Linked DNA regions of Mus musculus: all the other regions are linked to region 2. Evidence: chromatin contacts called from public promoter capture Hi-C data. All regions are on one chromosome and are shown on one strand. The core of a region is the stretch at or near the end of the contact, and the rest is flanking DNA. Distances in the headings are between cores, read along the strand shown. Region 1 overlaps Itpr1 (inositol 1,4,5-trisphosphate receptor 1). Region 2 overlaps Sumf1 (sulfatase modifying factor 1). Region 3 overlaps Itpr1 (inositol 1,4,5-trisphosphate receptor 1).

Evidence for each region. Capture Hi-C pulls out chosen DNA fragments and counts their contacts.
Region 1: a contact with region 2 is called in a promoter capture Hi-C map of adipose tissue. The contact joins two enhancer-like sites. A contact is called at or near these places in 1 of 484 Hi-C or Micro-C datasets (bone marrow-derived macrophages) and 1 of 9 other capture datasets (adipose tissue).
Region 3: a contact with region 2 is called in a promoter capture Hi-C map of adipose tissue. The contact joins two enhancer-like sites. A contact is called at or near these places in 1 of 484 Hi-C or Micro-C datasets (bone marrow-derived macrophages) and 4 of 9 other capture datasets (adipose tissue, embryonic stem cells, liver and 1 more).

What each region holds. Positions count from the first base shown.
Region 1 is chr6:108,455,425-108,459,659 of GRCm38.p6, forward strand. The region is part of intron 44 of Itpr1 (inositol 1,4,5-trisphosphate receptor 1); the gene reads left to right. All of the region lies in intron 3 of Gm35165 (a long non-coding RNA gene), which reads right to left. Among named protein-coding and RNA genes, the nearest start is that of Gm35165, 15 kb to the right of the region's middle. Within about 2 kb of position 1,322, at least 206 of the 459 cell types and tissues checked have an H3K27ac peak or open chromatin away from gene starts, as enhancers often do. A contact at or near this core is called in adipose tissue, where this site is marked.
Region 2 is chr6:108,123,649-108,128,317 of GRCm38.p6, forward strand. The region is part of intron 7 of Sumf1 (sulfatase modifying factor 1); the gene reads right to left. Among named protein-coding and RNA genes, the nearest start is that of Sumf1, 60 kb to the right of the region's middle. Within about 2 kb of position 2,788, at least 7 of the 459 cell types and tissues checked have an H3K27ac peak or open chromatin away from gene starts, as enhancers often do. A contact at or near this core is called in adipose tissue, where this site is marked.
Region 3 is chr6:108,424,258-108,428,835 of GRCm38.p6, forward strand. All of the region lies in intron 40 of Itpr1 (inositol 1,4,5-trisphosphate receptor 1), which reads left to right. Among named protein-coding and RNA genes, the nearest start is that of Gm35165, 46 kb to the right of the region's middle. Within about 2 kb of position 2,729, at least 158 of the 459 cell types and tissues checked have an H3K27ac peak or open chromatin away from gene starts, as enhancers often do. A contact at or near this core is called in adipose tissue, where this site is marked.

The DNA of each region.
Region 1 (4,235 bases), core at 72-2,571, 330 kb after region 2:
CTGCCTGTGTCTGAAAGGTAGTTAGAACCCAGCCCTTAGCTGGAAATCTTGATCTCTGCTACTAGATGTTGGGTTTCAAACCTGGGACGAATGGTTGGGGTGGCTATGTAACATGTCAAAGCGGGCCTGTCCTGTCCCTCAATCCTTACCTGTTACAGGGCCCTCTTGGCTGGCACACCCCACCCCCTAGCTTAAATTTCTCCAGTCCAGGGGCTGGGCCTTTTTGGTTGCCTGCTCTTGGTGTCTGTTTGGGTCTTGTGGATGATGCACATGGATCTCCTCTCTTCCCCCTCCCCCCTTCCTCAAATAGTGCCTCTCCGTCTAGTCACATCTACTCTGGACTCTCCCAGATGTGCCTGCATACTCTAACTCTGGGCTCTCTCTCCTTTTTATCTACAATAAACCTCCTCCTCCACCATACCGAGGGGCACTCATGCTTGCTTTCTTTTCTATTCTATTTCTTTGTTCATTCTGTCATCTCCCTGTAAAACCCACAGGAGCCACTCTCCTGAGGCTCTGCTGTGGGCGTTTACCCTCAAGTTTTTCAGTTTTCATCAGGAAAGGTCCTAAGAGGAAATCTCAAGATTTTTCACCCGTTTTTGTTACTATTGTGTTGTTTGTTGGTTTTTTGTTGTTGTTGTTATTCTTGGTTTTTTTTTTGTTTGTTTGTTTGTTTGTTTTTTTTAAATATCCAGAGATAACTTGCCCCAAGGATTCCTAGCTTTGGCCTGAGTTCCTTTTAACTCGGAAGTCTGTATCCTGCTGTTTAAACATTAAGATGGTTCCTCACTGCCTTAGAGTCGGCAACCTGCAGGCCAAGGCGAACTTTAAAGAAAAACCAGGTCATGCCGCATGTTTTTGGTGAGCACAGGAATCAACAAAGCGCTGTTACATAACTTCTATTTATGTCCTCCTTGCTCACTATCTGCAGGCAGGCAAGAGTCGCAGAGCTGGGATTTAATGAGCTCTGGGTTTGCTCACCTTCCTGAGCTGGTAGGAACCAGCTTGTTCTCAAAATGCGTCAGTAAAGAATCAGGCTGTGGGTGGGCGGCCAGGGGTAGTAGGTGGGCCGCATTGTTGCCATGGTGTTTTTTAATTCCCCTGTTTCTCAAGGATCCTGCTCTCTCCTTCCCTGACTCCCCACCCCCTTCTTTTCTTTTCTTTCTTTTTAATCCATGCGCTTCCTTGTTTCTCACGCCCACTCGTGATTTCTTGGAGCTGCCTCAGGAAACAGGAATATTTTCCCTCCCTTCCACAAACACCCCCATTGTGTAGCCCCAGGGCCTCAGAAGAGTTTTTCCTAAGGTGCTCCTTTCCCACCCTCCCCTGTCTATTTTCCCGTGATTTTTCGTAACCACTCCCTCCATTGCCCGGGCTTAGCCTCCCTGTGGCGGGATGGAAGCTTTCTGTCTCCTGCTAGATTGCTCCGGAACCAGGTGGATTCCGTTGCTCCTAGCACAGCAGTTTGCCCCGGAGGAGAGCGGTTGTTTGTGTTTCCCTACATCCTGGTCTCTGCTCTTGCCCTAAACTGAATGACATCTGTCCCCTCTAGCCATATTATTATGAAATAGAGTCACACTTTATAAAAGGAAAACAAGGGAAGTTTGTCCCACAATGATGACCCCTGTTACCTGAAAGTTACAGGTTGGATTAACACACATTTTAAAAAAAATAGAAAAAGTCATGTGCTAGGGAATTAGCTAAGTGGGACAGTGTGTACTTGGCACGGGTGAAACTGGGTTTGATCCTCCATCTGTCTCGAGAACAGTGCATGTGTGTGAGAGCTCGTGTACACACACACACACACCCTCCCTCCCTGACTCTGATACATAGCAAGGAAGGAAGGAAGGGCTGAGAGCCCTGTGGCTGCCAGGGAGAGCTCCCTGCTCCCTGCACCTCGGCTTCTGAGGGAAGCCACCCAGGTTTCTGTGCTGACTTTGTGTCCACACTCTCAGCAGAGCGGAAGCTTTTAACAAGTACAAAAGAATAAGTTGAGATGAAAAACTCCAGCGGGGGGGGGTGGGGGTGGGTTGGGGGTGGGGGTGGGGGGGGGGACAGTTCCAGCAAAACAGGCTTAAGATTTTTAAAGTTAAAAAAAAATTTAAAAAGTCAAGCCCACCCCTTCATTGCTTACGAGTTGTGCAATCCTTACTGGAGGTAGCTGTTTGAATAATCAAAGGCCGGCTGACTTCCCTTCATTAACTAGAGCGGCAGACATCTGCATAAAACATCCCAGATTCCAGACTGAGTAGGTAATTTTTTTTTCCCTCTGAGTAACTTGAGGGACTTTCCCTTTGGAAACCTTCCAAGAGAGTGAACTTCGTGGTTGAGACTTTTTTCTCTTTCTCCCTGGTGTTGGATGTAGAACCCAGGGCAAGTGCTCTACTGCTGCGCTTGTGCTGGGCAAGCCCTACCTACAGTGGTTTTTACTGGGCTAGGCAGCAGCTTGATCCTGAATATGAAGCAATTCAGTCACCTCAGACACAAATCTGGAGCCCTCAGTTCTGAGAACGTTCTTGGTGTTCACAGCTGACCGCCGCTCTATATCTTAGCGCCACTTGCCACTTCAGAGCCTGCCCACACTTAGATTTCTCAAGGTCCACTAAGATCCCTTGGAAAAGTAGCCCTCCGCGTTTTACCAGTACCCTACGCTTGCATTTTGAGCTTGCTTCATCAGCGTGGTTCAGACACTCAAGCCTGTGGTTCTGTAAGCCATGTGTATTCTTCCGCAACTGTTCCAAAAATCCAAGACTTTAAAATGTGTGTGTGGGGGGGGGGGGAGGGACTGTAATTGAAGGAAGGTGTGGTGGAGTCACCCTCAGCAGCTGGTGTTTGAGAAATGTGGCTTTATTAATGTTCTTGCAACATGACCCCACAGACTGTCGAGCCTGGAGTTTGTAGCTGTGGAGCCTGGGGAGACAGCCAGCTTCTAAGGTGGAGGGCCCACAAAGGATGGCCCTTCCTGCTCCCAAGTTAATGATGCAGGCAGCTGTGTCTCTGAGGCCCTATTGGTTAACAGTTAACTGGGCAGATTAAAGATCCCCAGCCAGGCTGAACCTGTCCCAGAGTTAGAAGCAAAAGCCTGCTAAGTGCCAGCTCCACACCTCCCTTCAGCCGCCCCCAAGGTGGGACACTTCCCCATTTAGCGGGACTTTGAGCTTTCACATTCCCAGAATTAAGGTTTTTGGAACTGTGCCTCCCTTAGGGTTGTTATTTATTCATTAAGACAATAAATACTAGGCACTGGACAAAATGCTTGTGCGGGTTGGGGCAGGGACTTCAATGGTATGCCATCCAGTGGGTGAGCCGGCTAGGGAACCTGAGCAAAACTGGGAGAGTGAGACCGGAAGCAAGGAATTGCTCCTTGAGGATGGGAAGGGCACTCGCGGAGGAGACATGGATGCTGAGACCTTCCAGATGGAATGGGGTTAAGAGCAAGGGTATCCTGGCCCCGGAGCGGGGTGTGTTGGCATGGCTGAGGAGGCCAGTGTGGCAGCAACGGAGTGCAGGGCGGGCAGCAGCATGAGGTGACTGCTCAGCTTTGGTACTACGCCTGTCACCAGGTGGGAGGCTGGATTAGGTGATCCTCTGATCCTCGTGCTCTCTGCCAGTCCTTACTCTGTACTTCTAAAGGGCACCAAGTTGGCTCAGGTCAGTGACCTGCCTGGATGCGTACTACTGCTGCCAGGGATGGAATAGGTTGAGCTACCGAAGATGAGGACCGTGTAATTTCAACCTGACCACCTCCGTCGGATTGGTGATCTGTACATGTCACTGTCAGATGCTTCCCAAGCCACAGGGACATTCACCAACATAGTGAATGGGCGGGCTGGGTTGGGGGATGTGATGGTCTCACAGGTCTGTGTCTGAGGGTGAGAGGAGCTGGAGCGGTGGTCCAGGGATGACTGCAAGGGACTGCGGGTTTCCCATCAGCTCGACATTGCTTTGTCTTTGGCATGAGAGAGGGTGATTATTTTTCTTTGGGTTTTATGGTCTAGTGGACTTGTCCCAGTCAAGTGTGTTGAAAGCAGGGATGGGTGGGAGGGGATAGCATGGAAGCAGGGGTTGTCACACGTATTTCCTACTTCCTCTCAATAAACCTCTCAGATAGTTCTTAATCCTCCTTTTTCCTCCTGAAGATGAGGCGACTACAGCAGGGGTTTAGCGAGGGACCTGCCCAAAGGCATCCAGTTCCCAGATTCCCCCCGCCCCCCCCCCCCACACACACACACGGC
Region 2 (4,669 bases), core at 1,538-4,037:
GGCTTAATAAGGAGCTCCTGCATACAATCAGATATAGTTCATTAGGAATCTTAAATGTATTTTTCATTGTGTTTTTCTTAGTGCAGTGTGGATCCCTGAGATCGCTGAGAACATAGCTGGAAAAGAAAGATGCACACCTAGCCGGGGAAAGAAAGGGAATCTGGCACTTAGAATCATCTTGTTATAAACAAGCCAGTACTGCAGAGCACAATGCAGTCAACGCAGAAAATAATTATGAGTTTCTAGAGAGTACCCACAATCTTCCAAAAAACCCCTCACCCATAACTCAATAAGCAACCCTAATGAAACTCACTAGGATGGACAGATGGAGACACACACACACACACACACACACACACACACACACACACAAACACACACACACAGGACTAGTTATGGGGCTATGGGAATCAGAATGATTGGGATCAGGATAAGAAGGCAATGAGGTGAAAAAGATAATTCTAGATGTGGATGAAAATATTATAATACTATAATTATTATATAAACTACTATTGTGTATAATTGATGCATCCTAATAAAAACATTGCAAAACAAAGTACAAATAATTAAAAAAATAAATGAATGAGACTCTAAGAAAAAGATCTGCCATGACACTGAAAATGTCACATGTACAAATATGGAGCGTGTGGGAGCACTCCAGTGGTGCTCAAATCCTGGCCTACAGCCCCAAAGCCATTGCAGAGTGTGGGCAGTGCAGGGAAGATCAGGCAGTTTACAACCACTGCAGACTTCTCTTTTCGATCATAATGGAAATCAAGGCCTAAGAGAAAGGGGAGAAGCAGTGGAGATCACGATACAAGTTGTTTGAAATTAGAAAATGTCTTTGATATCAGCCACACCATACCATGTACACATATTTACGATATGAGCTTTTTTGCCTCTAAGAAACTAAAAAGAGGGATTATGAAACTATTCAAAATGTCAAGGACTCCTTTAAATGGCCTCATAGATCTCTCCGTGAAGTATCTGCTCAGCTAACCCAGAGAGCTGCCTAGAAGCCCTGCGTTCTTCCTACTCACAGATAGCACTTCTCATCAGCCGCCCAGGAACACTTACTCTCTCTGCCTAACACGTCTACTCCCAGCTATTCATTAAACTCAAGATTCACCTCAAATGTTAGCTTAGGATGAAAACCAAGGGTTCAATCAAACTAGGTTCAAATCCTGCTCCTGACACTGAATGAGCCTTTGAGATAGTTATGCCACCCCTCTATGCCCCCAGGTTCCTCCTTTGAAAAACAGAAATAATAACCATCCCAGCTTCTCTGGACAGATGTAGGGACTGAAGGAGATAATGTGTAGAACACATTAAACAAATGACAGGAGATCTGTGTCATGCTGATGTTACTTCATATTATTAATTTATAACTAACTCAGATTTCCCAAAGGTACTCATGAACTTAATAGCCCTGGTAGTGCATAACTTCACATTCAAATCCACAGAGAACATTTGATCTAGTTTGTCTAATGCTCAATTCCCAAGTAGAGTTGTCCAAGTCCTAATAAAATTCATGGTATGTTAATAATACTTGTAGACTGAAGACAGGCTGTTTTATACTCTAATAAAATTACCATAGCTAAAGTACCATCACAAAGTACAGTCTGACTCAACAATGGCATCAGACTTGGTTGAATTGATCTTTTTATCACTAAAATGAAAACAGAAACCTGTGGGTCAAAGATAGCAGAATTAATGTCACTTCAATATACATTGAAAAAAATCCAAAAATATTCCCCTTCTTCCTAAGGTCTTTCTGCTAGCCTAATTCAAATCATATCCCAACACCAGAGAGAAAAACTGAAATTCATAATTTTCTATTGGACAAGGGAAGCTATTCTTTGCTTTTAAAAATATTTAAACAGCAGTTTTGTGACTATCTCAAAATATCTCCCAATCCTGGGAGATGATCTGAATTCCTCCCTCTCTTTCATCCTTACATCCAAGTAGTCCAATTAGCTTTACCTCCAAAGGAGAGTTCTAATGAATGGCAGCTCATCATCTCCATGGCAACCTCTCTGATTCAAACTACCATCATTTGTCAGCAGAACCAACTATAATAGCCTCCTAACAGGCCTTTATAGCTTTCAAAATGGTACCTGGTGGGAGCCCAATAACATCTGTAGAATAGGTAAAAGGCTGGCATTATGAAAAAAAAAGCGAGACAAAATAGAATGCATAATATATAATTCCATTTATCTAAAACTGAAATCAATTCCACAGAATCTGTGCTTTCTAGAAAGAGGATCACAAATTTCTGAGGCATGAGACACAGAGGTTACAAGGTGACACAAGATGACTCCTATAGTCACTATTCTGATTGGGATTATTTCATGGACAATTATCAAACTGAACTAAAATGAATACTTCAAATATATGTGGCTTGTTGCATATAAATATCAATTATACCAAGGTAATCTGGGGAGTACTTGCTTGTTTATTTGCTTGTTTTGAGCCTGGGTCGCACCAGGGGAGACCTGGCTGGCCTGGAAGTCCCTATCTAGGCCAGGATGCCTCACGTTCATAGAGATCTGGCTACCTCTGTGTTTCAAGTGCTGGGAGGTATGAATGTCCAGCCACAATTGGGGTTTTTGAGTGGGGAAAAAAAACATATAATGATGAAAGTCAGCGTAAGCTGTAAGGCAGTAGAAGACTAAGCCGTTTTCAGGAAAACGCAAAATCTGAAGCAATTACTGAAGAGGTCTCTTCAAACACACGGACAACAGGCTTCTGGGCCTCCTACACATCACTGGGGACAAGAAGGAACAAGCACGGAGACAGCCAGGTCCACTGTGACCTGATAGTGAAGCTGACTGCAGAGCACAGAGGCTCAGCAGAGGATTTGTTTCTACTTTTATATGTTTGGAATTTTCTATAAACAAAAACACTTTTAAAGTCAAAGAACACAAGTGTTTAAACTAAAATAAATGAAAAGAAAGACTATGTCTTCTAGGACCCCAAATATTGGTCATCAAAGACTTCCTTCGAACTTTAAATGCAGAGGAATGCAGATTAAAGGGAGAGATTTTATTCTCTACAACCTTGAGAAGTGAACTCGGTTGAGTGCTAAGAATTGGGAGTTAAGTTGCCCTTGCCCTGGTTAACTGTGTGCTGGGTTCCCTGGCACACTTGACTTCTAGGCAAGCCTTCCAGCTGGCAGATGACATGGACTCCATAGGCAAGGTTCCAGCAGCCCAGGGCAACAAAAACATCATCCATGCCTGCATACTAACACAGCAATAGGGGCATCATGGGTGTGACTAAGACAGGTTCTGCTCACCGTTCCTACAAGTTTCTTCAGCCACTTCTGCCATCTTCTATTATTAGGCAAAGTACCACTACTGTAAGCCAGGATATTGCAGCATCCTGAGAGCGGGAGTGATGGGTGCTGATCATCAAATCTGCCGCTCCCCAACCCCCTTTAAAGAAAGGCACTCTGCTTTCAAACATCCCATAATGTAAAACATTGTTCTACATCACAATTACTGCCTTTTTATGCCATCTGATTCCCAAAGATGAACCTGAAAACAGGAAGTATTATTTTAAGGATAAGGAAATTGGAAGCCTGAGAGTAATGACATGTTTGCCTTGTCCTAGGCTCACAGCTATTGAGCAGAGAGGGCTGTGCAGTCATAGAGTCCACGCCATCAGAACACCATGGACCCTCAAACTGACCTTGCCTCTAAGCAATCAACCATCTTCGAGATGTCACAGAATCTCTTCCCAAGGTACAAAATAAGATGTCCCAATAATTCTTTTATGCTCAGTATTCACGTGAAAGGGAATTTTAAGAGTAAGTACATAAAAGCACTACTGAGAATAAAGCTTTTTGAATTAGGTGAAATGTTATTTATTCCCTAGGAAAGAATCAATGAAAAGTGTACCCTAGCTGGGCATGGTGGTAAATGCCTTTAATCTCAGCACTTGGGAGGCAGAGGCAAGAAAGAAAGAAAGAAAGAAAGAAAGAAAGAAAGAAAGAAAGAAAGGAAAGGAAAGGAAAGGAAAGGAAAGGAAAGGAAAGGAAAGAAAAGAAAAGAAAAGAAAAGAAAAGAAAAGAAAAGAAAAGAAGGAAAGAAAGAAGGAAAGGGGGAAAGGGGGAAGGGGGAAGGAGGAAAGGAGGAGAGAGAACAAGAGAGAAAGAAGTTTAATTATTGCATTAAAAGAGGAAGGGGAAGGTGATGGCAGAGGAAGGTCAAAGGTAGAGGGAAGTTCAAATTAGGAGCACAGCCTATGTGAGAAACACAAACCAAATGAACAGCTTCCCAGGTTCTCATTAGAGAAGCACAGACTCCTGCAGTGGCGAATTCAAGCAGTGCCCCCTGCTTTTGAGGTGAAGGAGAAGAGCCATTTCCTTCGTTCTGTTTGTTCTACTCATGCTAGGTCAAAAGGGAAGAGAATCCTTGAAACTTCATCCAAGTTGCTCACACCAGGATGGATGGCACTCCATTGTCTAAAAACCTACAATTTTTGCTTCTGGGATCATGCATAAAATATGGTATTAAACACACTAATTCTACTCACAGAATAAGGAGCATGCAAGTAAACCTAGAGGCTGATACTTATCACATACACACTATATGTAAGTACTGCCTTATGTCTTACATCTGTAAAACGGCCAGTCACTGTAATAAGTTCAATTATTATCATTATT
Region 3 (4,578 bases), core at 1,479-3,978, 300 kb after region 2:
ATTTTTTTTTTTTTTTTGGAATGAAACTCCCAGGATGGGCATGCTATCCAGTATCTTTTCACTTTAGTTTAATACACTCATAGTTGAAAAACCTTAATAAATGGCTTAATTATACCTAAGAAAAGTTCAGCTGCACCACAGATTTGCAACCTGAAGCAACACACACGGTTATGAATGTGGACTAGCTGTCTCAGGAACGGCATTCAGAGAGGTAAATGGCCGCTCTTTGCCCACACAACTATAGAGTTAGGTCTTACATGTGGCTAGTTTAGTTTCATACAGGTCTATAAGGTGAATTCTATATAAAAACATTTGCCCTTATTTTAATCAGACACAGCAGGTCTATACTTTAATTAGATGTGTTTCCTAGGATGGTAGAAGGGTGAAGAAGGGGAGGACCCCTGCAGCTTCATTAATTACTTTTAGCACAGTCATTTTCCCTTATTTCATATGTAGCTTTCCCATTTTTGAATTATTTCTATGCTAGAATGTCCTGGACTGAACTTAGTATGCTGACACCCTTCAATACTCTTGTTTCTTCCTTGAGTTATAAATGCCTCCCTATAAACTTCTCCCCCTGGGCTATTGAGGTTGAATTTCTATTTGCTTAAGTACAGATTAAGTCAGGGAAAGGAACCCCCCCCCCTCCACTGTGGTCTGTGTAGCATTATTAATACACTGTTTGCACCATAGTAAATCAGTTGATGTGTTTGCTTGCTCAGGATACTACTTGGTTCTCCTGGCTGGGAGTTTATTGCTTGCTTATGGAAAGATTCCACAGTTGGAGCAGGTGTGTTTATAATTATACTCTAGGAAATAGAATACTGTCTGTTTATAAAAGAAGAATGTTCTGGCAGGCGCTTAGATTCTTTGAAAATTCCCTGAGGAAGCAACTGTGGCTCCCCTCTGCGTAGTTACCCCTGGCAACCGTCAGAACCCAGGGACACCAACACCCTGTCCCTGGTCCCTCAGGCTATTGGCTCTGGCCCTCTTCTCAGAGGTGACTGATTGGCCTTTATTATCAGCCCATTCTGGAAACTATCACAGCTCCCTGTGGTACAATCCCCCCCCGCCCCCCCCCCGCAACCTTCTACCAGTGTGTTCTTGGGGAAGCTGTAGTCCACAGCTGTGCTTCTACAGAAGTTTAATGAGAGCTCCTGACAGCAAAGGATCTGGGTAGGGACGAGCCTCACACCTAACACTGAAGGCTTCTGTCCCGAGTGATCATGGTGGTGGCAGTGGGGCAAATAGTAAGCATGCATGGTCCCTCCAATTTCTCATTGCGGAAGAGCCACTGCCTTTTGATGACGATAAGGACAGTTGAGTATCTCGGGGAATAGATGGCTGCAAACAACTTGGGAGAGAGGGAAAGACCTCCTGCATGAACATCAGGACTTTGGGCAAGACGCTAAAGTAAGGGTAGAGGCACAAACTTCTCATAAAGAGCATGCATGTACAGGCTCTTCCCAGCTGCCCTCTAGAATAAAATTTTAATTGACACCAGGAACAGGAGGGTGTCGGTGTTTGTGTTTGCTTCTTGGCAAGAGAGGCAGTCTCTATCTTTACCCCGACTTGATCTTGTTCACTGGAGATAGGAGAAACAAACTAGGGGTGGATGCGGGGGTGAGGGTGGGGTGGGGATAGAAAAACTACCTGCACTGTGTGTGTGAAGCTTCATGGATTGCTACATTTGTGTGCTTGGGACTATACATCCCCCCAAAATCTTGGACTGATGACAAAGGCCAGTCAGTTATCAGAAGGGCCAGGGCCACAGAGTATTGGTATCCTATGGTTCTGACAGTTGCCAGGGGTAACTATACAGAGGGAGCCGCAGATAAAGATCAAGATACAGAAAGCTCCCTCACTGGCCATAAATGGACATCAGCTGATGTTAAAGATCCTGATTTCTATCACTGGAAGCATCTGTTAGGTTCCAGGTACTATGTTAAGGGTTTGATACAATGTGCCTCCAAAAACATAGTATCTGCCGTGCTGGAGACTCTGCTAGAGACCATACAAATTAATGGAAAAGTTACCCCAGCCTGTCATGCAGCATGATAGAAATACATGGAATTGTGGGGAAATGTTATCTGGGGCTTTCTCGATATGTCAGAAGGGCAAGTAGTCACTTCAGAGGTCAGGCAAGAATGCAGTGGGGAACCTCAAGGCAGGACCTACTTTTCTAAACTAGGAAGTGCCATGCCTTTTAAGAACATACTTGGGGTTTAGGCAGCAGTAGTGGATGATGGGGTGGGCCATCTAGGTTTCCTCATTTTTGTCCTTGATACTAAGTTGTGTGTTTTAAAAGTGTGTGCTGTAGTTCAACAGACATGCCCATTCCTCTTCACTTAATATGACATCCTCACTGAATTACTGTCACCCTGGTGACAGCAGGCAACTGCAACTTTGCTTTCCTGTATTGAAAAAAAAAAACAAAACAACACAACAGATATCCTTGTCACCCAGAGTAGCTGTAGCCTGATTTTATTTATTGTGACCTAAACTTCTCTCCCCTACAAGCTAGTGATGCCACAGACAAAAATGTCTGTAATATTCAGGATGTGAAGGGTGGGAGTGGGGGTAGGGGTGCAGACAGCCGCTTAGGAATTGCTAGTTTTCACCTTCAGGGGGCGCGCTCATGACGTCCGACCCGGTGGAGGCGTCCTACTTTCTTACATTGCTGCAAACTGCTGAGTTGGGAACCTGCCAACCCTCAGGCAGCCGTTACATAAGCCCTTTCTTTTTTTCCTGGAATTTAAGCTCACTGCTGATGTGCGACCTTCAGCAGTAATTGCCAATAAGTGCAGCAGGACTGTTTACTGTTAGACACTGGCAACCACAGAGCAAGCTCTGCTGTCAGCACACAGAAGCCACTGCGGAGTCTGCTGAGGGCCTTTTCAAATCTTTGGACTCTCTTTGTTATTGTTTCTGAGATTATTCCAGAATGACTGAAGTTGTGTAGTTGCGTCATGCCAGTTTGCATTTTTTAACTAACGGACCACACTACTGAGTTCTGATGAATCCTCTCTGTAAGATATGCATCAAAGTTCATGGGTGGAGCCATTTAATTTTTAACTTATCCTTATTTCTAAAAGCAAATGCAGTTAAAATGAGAATTGTATTTGTAGATGTGAATATTTAAAATTGTCCATTTAAATTCAGAAAAAAAAAAAACCTTCCATCTTTGGTTTGGGTTTTTTTTTTTAAAGATTTCTTTTCTCTCAATGAAGAGGTTTCAAAGTCTGATAAAAGATGGACCCTGACTTGCTAGCCCATTCACTCTTGTTTTGTTTCCTTTTCCCAGGGTTATAAGTAGATTGAGAAGCAACGGAGTGCTGATTTAGGGAACCAGAAATGATAAATTATTTTTGATGTACTGATATATGAGCCTATCATACATGTCTTGACTTGTGTCCAACTACTGCCAAGATGGTCCATAAGTGGACATTATATTGAAGAGAAAATGGTGGATGCTCAGAGGCCAGAGAGGGATTCCGGTTAAGGGCAGAAGAAAGCAAAGCCTATTCACAGCCATACTGTGTGCTGGTCCTATAATAGACTCATATAAAAGGGCTGGATAGAGAGAGAGAGACGGGGTCGGGAGGGTTGCTGACTCGAAAGCACCAGGAGTAACCTAGGACATATATAGGTATCTTTTCTTTAAGAAGTTCAAAGAGTGATAACAGATGTGCATCCCTCCATAAGAAATAGGGTGCCTTGTTTATATGAAGCAAGCCCACAGGCATCTTCTATGCACATATCACGTTACTTGGTTGACATCACAGTTATAATACCTTGATTATTGGCCTCATCCAACAAGGACATTGAGGGCTCAGAAACTTGAGTTACTGTTTAAGTTATTCTTAAATGTTTGTTACTCATTTGGATCTTTGTTTCTACGAAATTATGTTTTGCTGAACATCTTTGAGAGTTCTGGGGAAACTTTTAATCAAAGGGGCAATATGATGAAGCAGTCTGGGGCAGTACTCAGTTTTCAGATTCATAACTAGACGTGTTCATCATCCACCGACCAGCTGTGATTAGAGATGTCAGCAGCATGTATGATGAGGGAGAAATAAGACCTAGAATATATAGATCTTAAAATGTTATTACTTAAAATGTTCACTGGAACATCACCATTCAAGTAAAGTAAATAATAATAATAATAATAACAACAAACAACTACTACTTCTGAGGAACTAAATTTATTTATCAAAGCCTACTCTTCACTTATATTGGCATCATATCTTCTATTTACATAGCTATTCTTGGGACATGCATACTTTGCTTTTATGCTTATCAGAATTGCAGCTTACTTCCTTAAAAGCAGCTTATCCCCTAAGAAACCGTGACTTCCTTCACTGGGGAAGGAAGTGCTGATGGAGATGAAGAAGGTGTAGGATGTTGCTTGGTGTTCTAATTATATCCTCATTTGGCCAGGTCTCTGCCATGTCCAAAATCAAGTAGAACTTGGCCGTTAGATGCTTAAAAGTAAAGTTTACTGTCAGTAGACCTTTCGTTATTTGATATGTCAGCTGGACGGAATCACGATAATGCTCCAGTTTCTGCGGACACGTG